Linked DNA regions of Zea mays: regions 2, 3 and 4 are each linked to region 1. The links are chromatin contacts, called in public Hi-C maps. All regions are on one chromosome and are shown on one strand. Each heading gives the region's core, a stretch centred on a gene start, on an enhancer-like site or on the middle of the called end of the contact. The rest is flanking DNA. Distances are from core to core; before and after follow the strand shown. Region 1 holds the start of LOC100282719. Region 2 holds the start of LOC100282158. Region 3 holds the start of LOC103643844 (chloride channel protein CLC-d). Region 4 holds the start of LOC100282535 (protein yippee-like).

What was found. Hi-C and Micro-C count contacts between places; a contact is called where the count stands out from the background.
Region 2: a contact with region 1 is called in a Hi-C map of tassel, with 2.4 times the contacts expected there. The contact joins the promoter of LOC100282158 here to the promoter of LOC100282719 in region 1. A contact is called at or near these places in 2 of 25 Hi-C or Micro-C datasets (leaf and tassel).
Region 3: a Hi-C map of ear shows a contact between it and region 1, with 1.8 times the contacts expected there. The contact joins the promoter of LOC103643844 here to the promoter of LOC100282719 in region 1. A contact is called at or near these places in 8 of 25 Hi-C or Micro-C datasets (ear, endosperm, leaf and 2 more).
Region 4: a Hi-C map of leaf shows a contact between it and region 1, with 4 times the contacts expected there. The contact joins the promoter of LOC100282535 here to the promoter of LOC100282719 in region 1. A contact is called at or near these places in 3 of 25 Hi-C or Micro-C datasets (ear, leaf and tassel).

What each region holds. Positions count from the first base shown.
Region 1 is chr1:270,083,549-270,086,930 of Zm-B73-REFERENCE-NAM-5.0, reverse strand. It overlaps LOC100282719, which reads right to left and starts at 1,822. Exons shown (of 7, transcript NM_001155626.1): 1 at 1,588-1,822; 2 at 458-783. The coding sequence starts at 740.
Region 2 is chr1:269,852,883-269,856,264 of Zm-B73-REFERENCE-NAM-5.0, reverse strand. It overlaps LOC100282158, which reads left to right and starts at 1,640. Exons shown (of 3, transcript NM_001155070.2): 1 at 1,640-1,900; 2 at 2,052-2,175. The coding sequence starts at 1,743. It overlaps LOC103643844 (chloride channel protein CLC-d), which reads left to right. Exons shown (of 23, transcript XM_008667011.3): 23 at 163-649. The coding sequence ends at 195. It also overlaps the pseudogene LOC111590659.
Region 3 is chr1:269,881,028-269,884,409 of Zm-B73-REFERENCE-NAM-5.0, reverse strand. It overlaps LOC103643844 (chloride channel protein CLC-d), which reads left to right and starts at 1,700. Exons shown (of 23, transcript XM_008667011.3): 1 at 1,700-2,043; 2 at 2,147-2,219. The coding sequence starts at 1,846.
Region 4 is chr1:270,269,873-270,273,254 of Zm-B73-REFERENCE-NAM-5.0, reverse strand. It overlaps LOC100282535 (protein yippee-like), which reads right to left and starts at 1,525. Exons shown (of 5, transcript NM_001365059.1): 1 at 1,267-1,525; 2 at 1,072-1,115. The coding sequence starts at 1,362.

The sequences.
Region 1 (3,382 bases), core at 573-3,072:
TGTAGGTATCCCTTTAGGGTGCCTTGACGTTAAGTTAACCGACATCAAGCTCCTCCTCTGACCGAGGACAGATGAGGTCTCGGGGGCATAGGGCTCCCGGGACAGTGGTCCCATTAGCCATTAGGTAGGCCCTATGATATCTTCTTGAACTGGGATCTTGAATGCATAGTTACTGCTATTCAGGATATGACCTTCTCCGGACACTCACAATACCATATAAGGAAACTGTTGTGCTACATCTAGTCCTTTAGTGGTGGAAGCATCTTTTATGCAAGAGTTTCCATTGGCAACTGTAAATATAGAAAGATCTTCGAACGAATTCAAAGCAAGATGCGGTACTGTATGCTAAAAGAAGCAAGAACGCTGACTATAGAGAAGAGGCACCACTACAACAACTTCCTGCAATAACAGCTCAGCCATCTCTTTATTAACATGAAAAAAGTTAGGAGCGCCATACCTTTTGGTTCCCCAGATCTCCGTGAATCCTCGCTGCTCTCGTCACTCGCGGCTCCTTTAGCCGCGCCGCCACCACCACTACCACCTGCCGGGCTGCTCGACAGGCTAATCCCCGTCCCGCTCCCGGGCGCCACCGCCACGACGGCTGGCGAGACTGCACCGAGCACAGCCCCGGAGCTCGTCCACCACGGCTGCACTGCCTGGCCGCCGGACGGCAGCGCGGCGCCGTGCCCTATGGGCTCCACCAGGTTCGTTCGGCCCGGCCGCGACTCCATGCTGCTCATACTAGCCGCCTTGCTGGCAGCGCCGCTCAGGCCGTGGCCGTCGCTGTTTCAGTGGCATCAGGAAGACGAGCGATGGAAAAGTCAAACCGAGATGAACAGTGGCAGTACGTCACAAACGAGGATCGACAATGAAAGCAGGATATGATCGGTGCAAAACAGGGTAGCGATCTTGACTTGATCGGCGACACGAAAAAACTCCACGACGCTCTGAATCCATGGCAGAACACATGCTCGCTAGTCGCGAATCATGGAGCGGAAGAACACAAACACTGGACATGAAACATCAGGGCCAATTCAACAATGGCAAGGTTTTTGCTGCGAGACTCGAGTTTCAGCTCTAGCTACCATTCAAAACCGCAGTCAGTAACAAAACGCAGATCAAAAGGGAAAACCAAACATCATGTGACACAGCCTGGAGCCCGGGACTGAAGATCACGGGAATTCTCCCTCCACTCGACCAACAAAACCAAGCTGCAGCCCGTAACGCAGAAATCAATCCTGCTCCCACCCCACAAGACAGGGCCATCAGTACGCTGCTCCGATGAACAGGATCCCATCTCCCGCCGATCCAACAAGCGGAAGAACTCGATTCCAGAGTCCCGAACCCACTACCACTACAAGCTCCCCGCAACGGCTCCCTCCGTCGAAATTGGGAGGCCGCCTTATCCGAACCGAACCCTGGCCTGGCCGCCGCCCAAAAATGGAAACAAGGTCACGGGGCGGCCGCCGCATCAAAGGCGAGGCAGGGGCCAACACCACCAAACCGCCAATCAGGAAGCAAGGGAATAAAAGGAAGCAAGCGAGGGCGAACGGGAGGAGAGGCTGAGACGCCGCTGCTGATACTGACCACTGGGCGCGAAGGAGCGGAGCCGGCGGCCAATAGGCGAGCGCGTCGTCTCCTTCCCTCGTTTCCTCACTCTGTCTCTCCCTCGCGCGCGCGCGCGTTTCCGGGTGTCGGGCGCGGGGAGGATCCCAGGAAGGCCGGCCAATCGCAGCACGCTCTGCGCAGAGGTCGTCGCCGTGGACGCGTAACCCTAGCGGCTAAAGACGGGATTGGGCAAGGATTATTGTAAGTGTCTCGGACAGGTGGAGGACGGGCAGGGATTGCAGTATTGTTTGTATAAATAAACTAGTGTCATGCCCGTGCGTTGCGACGGTACATCAATCATACTAGCTGGATGCCCGTGCGTTGCAACGGAAACATATCGTCAGTATAGGAAACGTGGTTCCTACCAATCTGGTATCAACGGTCTCGACGATCATGAGCTCTGCCGCTGCCCCCAGACAGCAGCCGCCGCCAGCATCAGGCAGCCCCCAGCAACATCCACCGCCCTGGTCGCAGCCCCTGCTTCGTCGGGAGCCATGATGCTTCACCGATAATCCCCCAAATACCCGAAATACACACAAGTTTGGAATATTATACTATAGAAAAGCCAAAGTGACCAATAATTAGGAACACAATGAGTAGATAATAACGTAAATAACAAAAATCACCTCCCATGGTGCAGGATAGATACAGTAGTTTTACATGTTATAGTAGTAAGAAAAATCTTTTTAAGAAATAAATGGAAACCAAAATAAAATTAACAATAGCATAATATTGTGTGAACTGCGACCACTTTAATGCTTAACACATGTATAAATTAGTGAATAGTGAACAGATCAATGTATTACGTTTTCCATATAAGATCATGTTCAAAATATCGAGTATCTGAAGGCTGGAGGGAGTATAAAATTAGTTTAGAAGTCTCACATTATGTGCATCTCTAAACATCGACTTTTGCATTTTCCATGTTGGAATCTGTTCGTGCATGGCTTCTGCCTGTCAACGGTAGGTGCTTCTAGCCGCGTGGTACAATTTCCAGTCTGATAGTTTCACCACGAACACAAACTCGAGATGACAGCAACACAACATATGACGTTCAAACTCAGAGGAATCACAAACCCCAGCCAAAAAGCAGAAAACATGATTAACAGTCGTCGATCGCCATCCCTTCAACACAACACCCCTGTCATCTCAGGACGTGGACTTGCGCCACTTGGCATTGGGCGTCGCCGTGGCGCTCTTCTTCCCCTTGGGCGGCGTCCGGTGCTCCATGCCGCTCTCCAAGTCGTCGACCTACGTCGGCGCCCATGCCGCCGCCGAACCAGAACGCGCTCCACTTGAAGAACCCGCCACCGCCGCCCCCGCTGCGTCGACGCCTCTCGGAGCCCAGCCTGTCCACCTAGGCCTGCAGCGCGTTGCACTGCACCTGCACCATAGAGCACACGTATGTTTCAGCGTCAGTCGGAGCACCACCGAAGTTGGTGTACATGTGCGGGCTCGAGAACTCAAGACAAGCCGACTGACGGACCTGGAGCCTGGCGACGTCGTCGCGGAGGCGGCGCACCTCCTGGTGCTGCGCGAGGACCTCGCGCTTGGAGGGGCAGCGACCGGGGAGCTCCAGCGCAGGGTTGGGGCTAGGGCTGGGGCTGCGCTGGCCGCTGAAGGAGGCGCTCAGCTCCGCGAGGCGGTTGAGCTTGCCGTGCTCCGAGAAGAGCACCTGCACCACGGCGCGCACCGACATGCGCTCGTTCTGCACGGCGTGCGCCGCGGCCTCCACCGTGAGCTTGCGCGCGTCGATCAGCCGCGCCAGCGACTT
Region 2 (3,382 bases), core at 391-2,890, 230 kb after region 1:
ATAGATTTTTGGTTAGATGCTCATGACATGCTAGATAGGAAATCTTGGGAGGCAGGATGTGAATCAATGAAACATTCTGGTTGCATCTGTACAGTACTGTCTTAATCAGCGACCATTTAAGAGAACCACATTTTGGACTGAGATTTTTTTTTTTATCTGCAGGGGCTTGCTGAACGGCAAAATGCTCGGGGGTAATATACATCTGGAACGTCCTCTTCTTGACAACCTAGTTATTGAATAGACACGTAGCAGCATGTATGTCAAAATAATTTTGATAGCTAGCAGTTAACCTTGCACTGCATGTTGGGACATGGCCCATGGGTATTATACTTCACATGAATGATGAAGCAGCAGTGAGCGGATAATGCAGCATGGTTTTGGATTCTGCCGACTGTTGCGCATGGATGTTGGCGTTGCGCATCATTTTTTGCTCCGTCAGCAGTGGCTAGGGAGGCGATTCCCCGGTGCCGTGTGTTTAGATTAGGTGATTGTAACTTACAAAGGCGTCCATACATACACACCATCCATGTATCCCACGGTAAATTTCGAAGACTGTATGTATAAGTACATATTTGTTATACGATGGTAAAGACAAAAGCTATGTAGGATTTGCGTGCTCTCATGAAACTATGATACGTGGCTATAATTACTTCCGGTTCCCGCTGAAATCGCTAGAATTTTCCATTGACTACATTCCATCCCGGTATCTCGGTCGGATCCCATGTCTCGATCGTTTTTACGTGATTGGAAAACTGAAGCTGAAGCGGCCAGCCCCGATGCCAAGGCTAATGTGACTTTATTTTTCTTTAACAGACTGTTACAGAGATGTATAAGTTTCTTTGACATGGTAACTTTTTTAAGAGGAGAGAGAAATGGGTCATGATAGGGGTGTTTAGGATTGCCCTGGATTTCAGCTCTTGGAGCTGCAGTTCATAATATAAATTTATTAAATAGTTTTAATTTCTTATTTTAAATAATAAATAAAATAACTTATCTAAATATATTTTGAAGGTTTATAACTCTAGCCCCATAATTTGTTAAGCATCTACTAACCTGTGTCACCAAATTCAATATATTTTTTTTGGAGCTGAAACAGTCTCAAACACCCCTAACCCTCTTTGGCTGCACCATTGAGAAAATCAGGTTTACTCCAATTTCACCAGAAAAAAAGCCTGGTTACGCACAACCCTTCTCTTGTACATAAAGCATCAATTTTCATGGTTCTATAATCGTCATGCTTCTCTATATTTAAATGATAAATAACTAAAACTATATATAAATAAGAAATGAAATCATGGCTATTGGCTCTAACGCTATCTTCAACAGCTTATTGATCCACATACTCATATTTAAACTTCACTCTGCGAATAATAGAGATTATAATATAAAACAATATTTTGAGTAACCATATGAGTGAATAATAATGTTTTGAGTGACCATATAAGGGAATTGAATATTCAAACTTGTCTAGCCAACAATACATGCATCTTTTGTACTTTATATTTATAAATGAAAACCGAGGGCACCTTGCTAGTAGTAGTAGCAATTGGAGCAAAAGAAGGCCCAACCAGCACGTCACACTGCTGCGAAGGACACCAGGCCCGCCGAAAATTGTGTGAACGCCCCTTTCTTCTACCCCAAGACGAACTCGGTGAACTCTTTCCGGTTCGTTCCCCTACGCCCGTTTCTCTCTCGTCGCGCAACATCAGAGCACAAGCGAGGAACCCAGTCCAGTCCCGGGAATGGAGTGCGTATTGGGCGTGGTTGGCCGCGACTTCGCGCTGGTGGCGGCCGACACCTCCGCCGTGCAGAGTATTCTCGTCCACAAGACCGACGAGGACAAGGTGATGGTGCTCGACTCGCAAAAGCTGATGGGCGCTTCAGGGGAGCCTGGTGATCGGTAGGTTCTCTGCCCTCGCCGATCCGTTCGTTCAAAGGCCGGCCTATCGATTCCACGTTCGCTTTTTTTGGGTTTTTGTGTGTCGTGCGATCTGATCTCGATCTGCCTGGGTTTCTGGGGGTTCTGATTGGGGCCGTTTCTGTTGGCGCAGGGTGCAATTTACGGAGTTCATACAGAAGAACCTCCACCTGTACCAGTTCCGGAACACCATCCCGCTCTCAACCGCCGCCGCCGCCAACTTCACACGCGGCGAACTCGCCACAGCCCTTCGCAAGGTACTAATCCGAATTAATCTTGTTTCTCTCTTTGTGCGATTTGGGCGTTCCAAGGTTCCATTGGATGGATATTATTAAATGGCGTTCAATTTTTTTAGTCGAGAGTGATTACATACCAAGTTTAATCTGTGATTGGGGCTGATTTCATTAAGCAAGGGGCACGAAACTTGGGGCAAAAGACGTGTGTCCGAGTTTCTAATCTCTTTAGCCTTTTGGTTTAGTGGTTTGTGGATGAACTGGTTTATCCCTAGTCATTTACTGAGTTCTGTAATCATAAAACATCTTCTAATTTCAAACAAAACATCACATGGCAGCTCCTAATGAACTGGTGTGATTTATTGAATTGAATCTAGAATCTTGTAGGCTTGCTAAAGATTGTTTTTTAATGTCTGTAGTTTATAAGGCCATCACAGGGTAAATATCTCCACTCCTTTAAATCAGGAGTTTTGTGCGTCGTGCTTCATGCTTGAAGCACGTAGAGTAGATTTGTTTTCCCCCATGTCCTACCTAACAAACAGGCCATTAACTCCCAAATGAGAAGTGAGACCCAAGTCTAACATGACATGAAGCCACATGCTGTGCAGTGCCCAGGGATAGTACCAAGGAGAACGAATGACCAAACAAGCTATAAAAAAGGGGCAGATCTCCTTTTAAACTCATACTTTTCTCGACTTTTTGGCTAAGAGAAAATATAGTATCTACAGTTTAATATCTGGTATGTGGGTTATATGACCACTTTAATTTTAAGTTTATTTTTTGTGGGGAGGATCCACTTTAACTTCAAATTTTAAATTTATTTTTTATGAGGAGAGTTTATCACAGTGGCTTGTCACTGGACCCTTGGGTCGTACAACTGCTTGCACTATAGCATCAAATATAATTGGTATACCGTTGCAATGTAGTATGGTATTTACATATGAGAGTCTAAGAGCACCCCGAAGTCTGGACTGTCATAGGCCCTAGAGGCCTTAGGCTTTGCTCATTCTGTTGGACGACCGTTCGTCCCTAACTGTCCACGTGGCCCAGCAATTGGCGTGGCCCTGACGCGTTATTGGTGAAGCCGGTCATAACACCTTTACATTCCCCAGCAATTTTAGCAGTATGCCTTAGCGTGTTCATGGAGATCCTGTAGGCACCAGTAATTCATGTACAAGTAGATCCGCTCTGATTTCAGATTGATCGTTACAATTGGTGGCACTGTTTCTTA
Region 3 (3,382 bases), core at 451-2,950, 200 kb after region 1:
ATGCTTGCTCTAATAGCCCAGTGGTGGGCTTCGGCTCAGATTCGAGCGCCACACCTAGGGGTGGGCGTTCGGGTTACCCGAAAAATTCGGGTCGGTTAATTCGAGTATTTATTAAAATTTCGGGTTTTGAGAATCGATACTCGAAATTACAACGGGTTTTATAATACCCGAAAATTCGGTTACCCGGAATTTCGGGTTCTGGTCCGGGTATTCCCGAACTACCCGAATTGTTGTGTCGGCTTTATAAAAACACATACACCCTATTAAATTAGTATAAAAATACAGTCTGAATAATGATATAAATGGACATATAAGACACAAGCAATCTACAATCACAAGTTATACACACTTACACATAACTATAGATGTACAAAATAATAATTAAGCATGACATGAGTACATGACACATGAGAGTTCGGATAATTCGGGTACCCGGTTGTGATACCCCGAATTACCCGAAATAGATTCGGGTTTTGCAAGTTGCTACCTGAAATCACCGAATAAAATTTGGGTTTTGGGTATTTCAGGTTTAAGTTCGGGTTACGGGTTTTTTGCCCAGCCCTAGCCACGCCAGCCATGCTCCCTAGCCAGGCTATCAGCCTACCACTAGCCTCGACGATCGAGCGCCAATGGCTCATCTCTTATGTCCTACATATTTCAAACTATATACCCGTACGTTGCCACGAGGCACGGGAGTGTGAGGAGCGACGTCTAGACTACAAATATAATTTTTGTTTATATCTAAACACTAAAGTACGTGTGATCCAGTAGTTAGCCCTAAATTTTTAGAGCAGAGGGGTGTGAGTTCAAGTGCTACTATTTTTTGCGGGTGCTGGGCGTGGGGAGGTGAAGACTGGTACCACCAGTGCCCACATTAGACTATTAATATAGTAGTATAGATTTTATAAATAATACCTTCTACAATGCAAATATTTTACATGACTATATACACAACTTATTGGTTAGGTCATCTTCAACAGACCATATAAAGGGCCGTGTAGATTACATTTTTTGCAAAATAGAGTTTAAAATATGAAGTGAAATAGAGAGTGGAATAGAGAATCTGCTGAAGATAGTCTTATAGATTCAGGAGCTATTCAACAGACCATATAATATCATATTTTGTAATTATAATGATAATACCATAATTTTAGTTAGATACAACATAAACCGTGATATCTAGACAAAAACTAGTCATTTGCTATTTAAATACAACGTTATAAACCATGATATTTAGACAAAAGCTAGTTATATTGTGAAAATTTTGAGTTAAAGTGAAGTTTAAATACTTTAAAAATATCTTGGTATCTAAAGGTTTCTAAAACTTGGTTATCAGAAATACAATTAAAATTACGTGACTATAAAATATCATATTTTTTTTATAATTATAATTGTTTAGAAATTTTAAAAATACTCTATGGACCGTTAACCACACCATTTTTTTGTACTCTATCTGTCCTAAATTATAATTCGTTTGATTTTTTGTGTCAAGTATGATGGACTCGTCTTATTTATTTTTTTATGAAAAATATGAAAAATTCAAAGCCATATTTTAAATATATTATATGATAAACAGTATATAGTAAAAATTAATAATAAATATAAGTTTATTTTTGAACAATACAAGCCGATCAAATTTAGGTTAAAAAATTTAAACGAATTATAAAATTATAAATTGGAATGGTAAAATTAAAAAACAGAACCTAACCACGCCACAAATTCACGGGACCAACTTGACGAACTCTTGGTTCTCAAGCTTTCCCGGCCAGTCTCGCAGCAACCCTTTCCCTACCCCGATCGAGCGTGCGTCAAGGTCGGGATCCGGCGCCGCCGCATCCCGATCCGATGCTCTCCGGCGTCGACCACGACGTTCCCGACGGCATCGGGATGGCGCGGCTCGCGTGGACGCGCCTCCCCACCGCCGACGGGGAGGGGGCGGGCCCCTCCACTTCCGAGGCCGCGGACGACGAACTCTTATCGGGCGCTGCCATAGAGAGCCTCGACTACGAGGTCATCGAGAACTACGCGTACCGGGAGGAGCAGGTATCCGCCGCCCCAGCCCATCCGCTGCTATTGTCCTCGACTCGAGAGCGTGTGGTTTTGGTGTGCGGTCAGCTTAGTTTTTTGTGTTGCTGGGTCGGCGCAGGCGCAGCGGAGCAAGTTCTGGGTGCCCTACTACGTCATGCTCAAGTGGCTGTTCGCTCTGCTGATCGGCGTTGGTGAGCACTCTGTTTGATCCTTGTCATGTTATAGTTAGCCATTTGTCTGGACTCTGGTTCTATGAGCTTAGTGCAGCAATCTTAATCCAAGTAGCTGGAGCTTTATTTGACCGACACATTTCCTTAAATCTGTTTTCCCCAGAGCTGTTGTTTACTTGCTTGATTACACTTATGTATCACTGGGAACTGTTTATCTCGCTGATATAATAAATCACTTAAACTGCGAGCCTAATTACATGAAATGTAGTTCAGATGTGTCTCGTTCAACTGAGGCCCTGTTTGTTTTCTTTCAGGATTATATAACCCAGCTTATGGATTATATAAGCATCTATTGATCGCTTATGGATTATCATAATCTAGATTCTAGGTATCTAGATTACATAATCCATCTGATAATCTGTGTTGTTTGTTTACCTCTCAACTTATTTAAGTTGGATTATATAATCTAGAGGGTAAACGTACAAGGCCTGAGTTTCGGATTTTGGTTCTTTTTGTTACAACTAATGCTACATGTGACATATGTCAGTCAGATACAAAATATGCAACGCAACAAAAAAACCTACTATGGTATTTTTGAACTGAAAGTGCATAACACGGAAAAGCCATGGTAAAATTAGCTGTATAGAAGGATCAGATGTCCTCATGTTCTAGGCGGAATGGGATAAGGCGATGGGGCTGGATATAACACTAAAAATCATTTATATTGGCTAAAAAAATAAATCATGCAAATGCGTAGATAATGGTAATGTGAACTTCATTTGAATGCAATAATTACAATTTAAAGTAAAATTGACTTAAACAAGCGGTTATCTAATTAAGGAAATGATAGATCTTCGTCTCAGTGATCAATTCATCAATTTTTTGAGTTGCTTTCATCAACAATAAATCACACAGATAGCCTGCGCAGGCATGCAGCTCGTCTTGAGCACTCGCTTGGCCTCGCGCGCTAGCCTGCGCAACACAGTCCTGCCTGAAAGAACACCAGGTTGGGAAGCGTTTTTTACCTACCGTAGTAGACCGCCTGTATGTATTTATAGGAGATGGAATACCATCATCAGATTACAAAGGGGCTGGCGCCAGCAATCAATCAAATCAATCAAAACAGATTATGATTGATTGGATTCTATCTATAACAGATCTGATTGATTGCCTCAGATTATATC
Region 4 (3,382 bases), core at 276-2,775, 190 kb before region 1:
TGCCGAGGAAGGGCAAAATGATATGGAATAATGTTGAACTATGGGGCAGTTGTTAAGACATAAGGTGCTGGAAGAAAAAAATCCAGCAACGCTAATAATAAGAACCCATGCCAACTACTACTATATCACCAGAAAGATTTCTCAGGGAAAAGGTAAGTCTGAAGATTGTGCCTCTAGCATATCCAGCGCACCCTAGAAAGAAAAGAATAACAGAAGAAAAAAATGCGGGTGTGGGGGAGGCCGAAACCACTGCATCATGCCCCTGTTTGTTTCAGCTTTTCGCAGCTTGTGGACATCAAAAGCTGCTGCGGACTGCCAAACACTTAGCTTTTCAGCCAGCTTCTATAAAATTCGTTTGGGTAAAAACCATTCAAAATCAACATAAACATATAATCGGTTGAGTCGTCGCAATAGTAGCAATCCGTCACTTTATAGATCCTGAGCCCCATTAACAACTTTATCTTTCTCCGCACGTAATTCTAATGATACTCAGATTCTCTACACAGCCAGATTCTCCCCACAGCTAGATTCTCGGAAAAGCTGGTCAGAAAAAAGCTGAACCAAATAGGCTCCATGTCTCGTGGATTCTTATCCATTTATTCCATATAGATGATTAAGACTTTGATATTTGTCTATTGGGTGGGCGGTATAACATATAGTTGTATACCCACGCAATGCAAACTATATACTGATAATTTAGTAGAGTTTATAATTTAAAATGAGGTCCTTTTGTATTCCTTATCCAAATAGTGGCTTTAGGGTCTCTTTCCCGAGTGGCCGAGTTTCTCCTGGTTAGAAAGGAATAGACAAGACTCCCACTGACGGAAAACTGCCGCACGCCACCGCTAATTGGTGTAGTATCTATCTATCTTGGCTTATTAAACATCAGATTAGCGCTACTATGAGCATAACTAACCGGCTGACAGATTCACAATGGCCGAAGCCAGACACATTCTGCTGAGGGCGCTGCATTTCCCCAAATTACACTCATCTATGAGCGCACCGCGCACGCAAACTAACCTTCGCTGAAATCGACGAGCAAAGTAAAGAGAAAGGCAAGAGGCCACTTACACCTTATGGAAGAGGTACGCCTTCCCGTGCCTGCAGTGGAAGGCCTGGAAGAAATCGAAACAACAAGAAAAGCAAGCGCTGTTGTCAGCCTCACCACACACATCCGCCGCGGGGACGGCGAAAATCAGCTGGGAATCTTCTTTCCTTCTTTCTTTTTTTTTGGCAGCGAGGAGACGCGGAAGGGTCGAGAGGAACCTTGGAGATGATGTCGCTGGCAACGCCGAGCTGGGTCCTGCAGTGCTTGCAGCTGTAGACGTTGCCGTCCAGGTGCATCAGGAACAGCCGCCCCATCGCCGCCTTCTCTCACACCTCCCGAACTCCACTCCAACCCAGTCCCTCTCGGCAATTCCAGCGCCGGGTGAGGGCCACTCTAATGTCCCGATTCCGCGGCTCGAAATCCCCTCCTCCGGCTTCCTCGAATCGGAGATTGGGAGACGAGAAATTTACTGGGAGTGGGAGCTGTTTAGTGTTTATTGCCTGTGGTTGGTTTGTGTGTGCCGCGGTGGTGGTGTGGTATGGGGACTGGGGTGACGGTTTCTATTCCCAGCAAGCGAGTGGGAAAACGGATGAGGCCACGAGGGCATATACAACCTAGATACAACTGCACCGTACTCCAAGTATAAGACACAACTAAAACACAACATAATACAGTGGTCATGTCTAAAACATGTGTCTTACCATATTCATTGTACCAATCAGAACATTCAATAAATTAAAGTGACCAATCAGATAGTCTCCTGTCTCGAATATAGAGCTAATACACTGTGTCTTCGTCAAGATACGTGTCTTGAGATTTTTTACATTCACCCCCCTAGACACACTCTAAGACACAACTTAAGACACCCACTGTACATGCCCTGAGGGGATGGCGGTGGGTCGGCGGGCAGTGGCGTATCTAAAGATTTAACTATAGTTATACCAGCTAAATTTATATGTATATTTGATCTAATTATTTCAATCAAACCATTTAATAATTCAATGATTCTTTCAAAATTTGAACATTATTTAATATGCATATATTAAATTACAATTGATATGCATACACGAAATTACACAATAAACCTTATATTCAAATATTAAGTTTTTTTAACAATAATAAATCTTAAATTCAAAATCAAGTTAAAATATTCTTAAACTATAATACCCATCTATCTCAAAATATAGTTTTTTCTAACATTTTTATGTCCACATTTGAATGAATGGCAATGAATATATGCATACATGCAGGCTCCATTCATAGGTAATTAATTAATGTATATTTAGTATGAAACAAATTATATTTTAGGATGAATAAAATATAAAATAGATGAAAAGGTATAACGATAGTTTATAAAATATAGTATAGACATGAAAAGAAGATTTGTCTAACTTTTTAGCTGGGACCTTAGCCTACACCCAACCGTTTATCATTCAGAGATATTTTACGAGACGTGTCTATTGAAAAATCTAAGCGGTCGAATATTGGATTGTCGATTTTATGATTATGTTGTCTATTCAACAGGCCATCTTAAGTAGGTATGTAATCGGATCGAATACGAACGGATATCACTGAAACCATATTTGTTTTCATATTTTTATTCGGATTCGAATTCGAATACGAATAGCTTCGGATACAAATACAAATACGGATGTTCTCGGATACAAATACGGATAGTTATGTGTCGAATACGGAACTAGTCGGACACGGATATTGTCGGTAACGAATTTTTTGTCGGATATCGTGTAAGACATCATTTCACACATATCATGGTTGTAATCATGTATCCACTCCTTGAGTCTATACATTTTTTTGTATTATATGTGTACATATGTCACCTTTTTTTGTAAAATTCATGAATTTTTAGCCTATGTGCGTGTTATTAATTTATTTTGCATAAAATCATCAAAATACAAATAAGTTACCAAAACTAATAAACATTCTATAATAATATACCTCAAGTCTCCACATGAAAATGATAAAGTGAACTTGGATACTTAGAATGATTTCACGTGTAATTCACACAACAAGTGAAAGTGATACGAAAGAAACACTATCATATTGTGGATTTTATGGTCCAAATATTTTGGAGGATTATATATGAATATATGGTATGCCTCCATAAATTTTCATGAATTTTTGAGGCTATTTGTGTATTATTATTTTTTTTTCTACAAAAAATCAACAAAATGCACACAGCTATCCGGATAAGATATCCGGATATTCGAAAAGATTTATCCAAGAAAATATTCGGATATTCGATATCCGACGGATATCAGACATATTGTATTCGAATTCGATATCCGAACAAAATATCCGTATTCGTATCCTTTA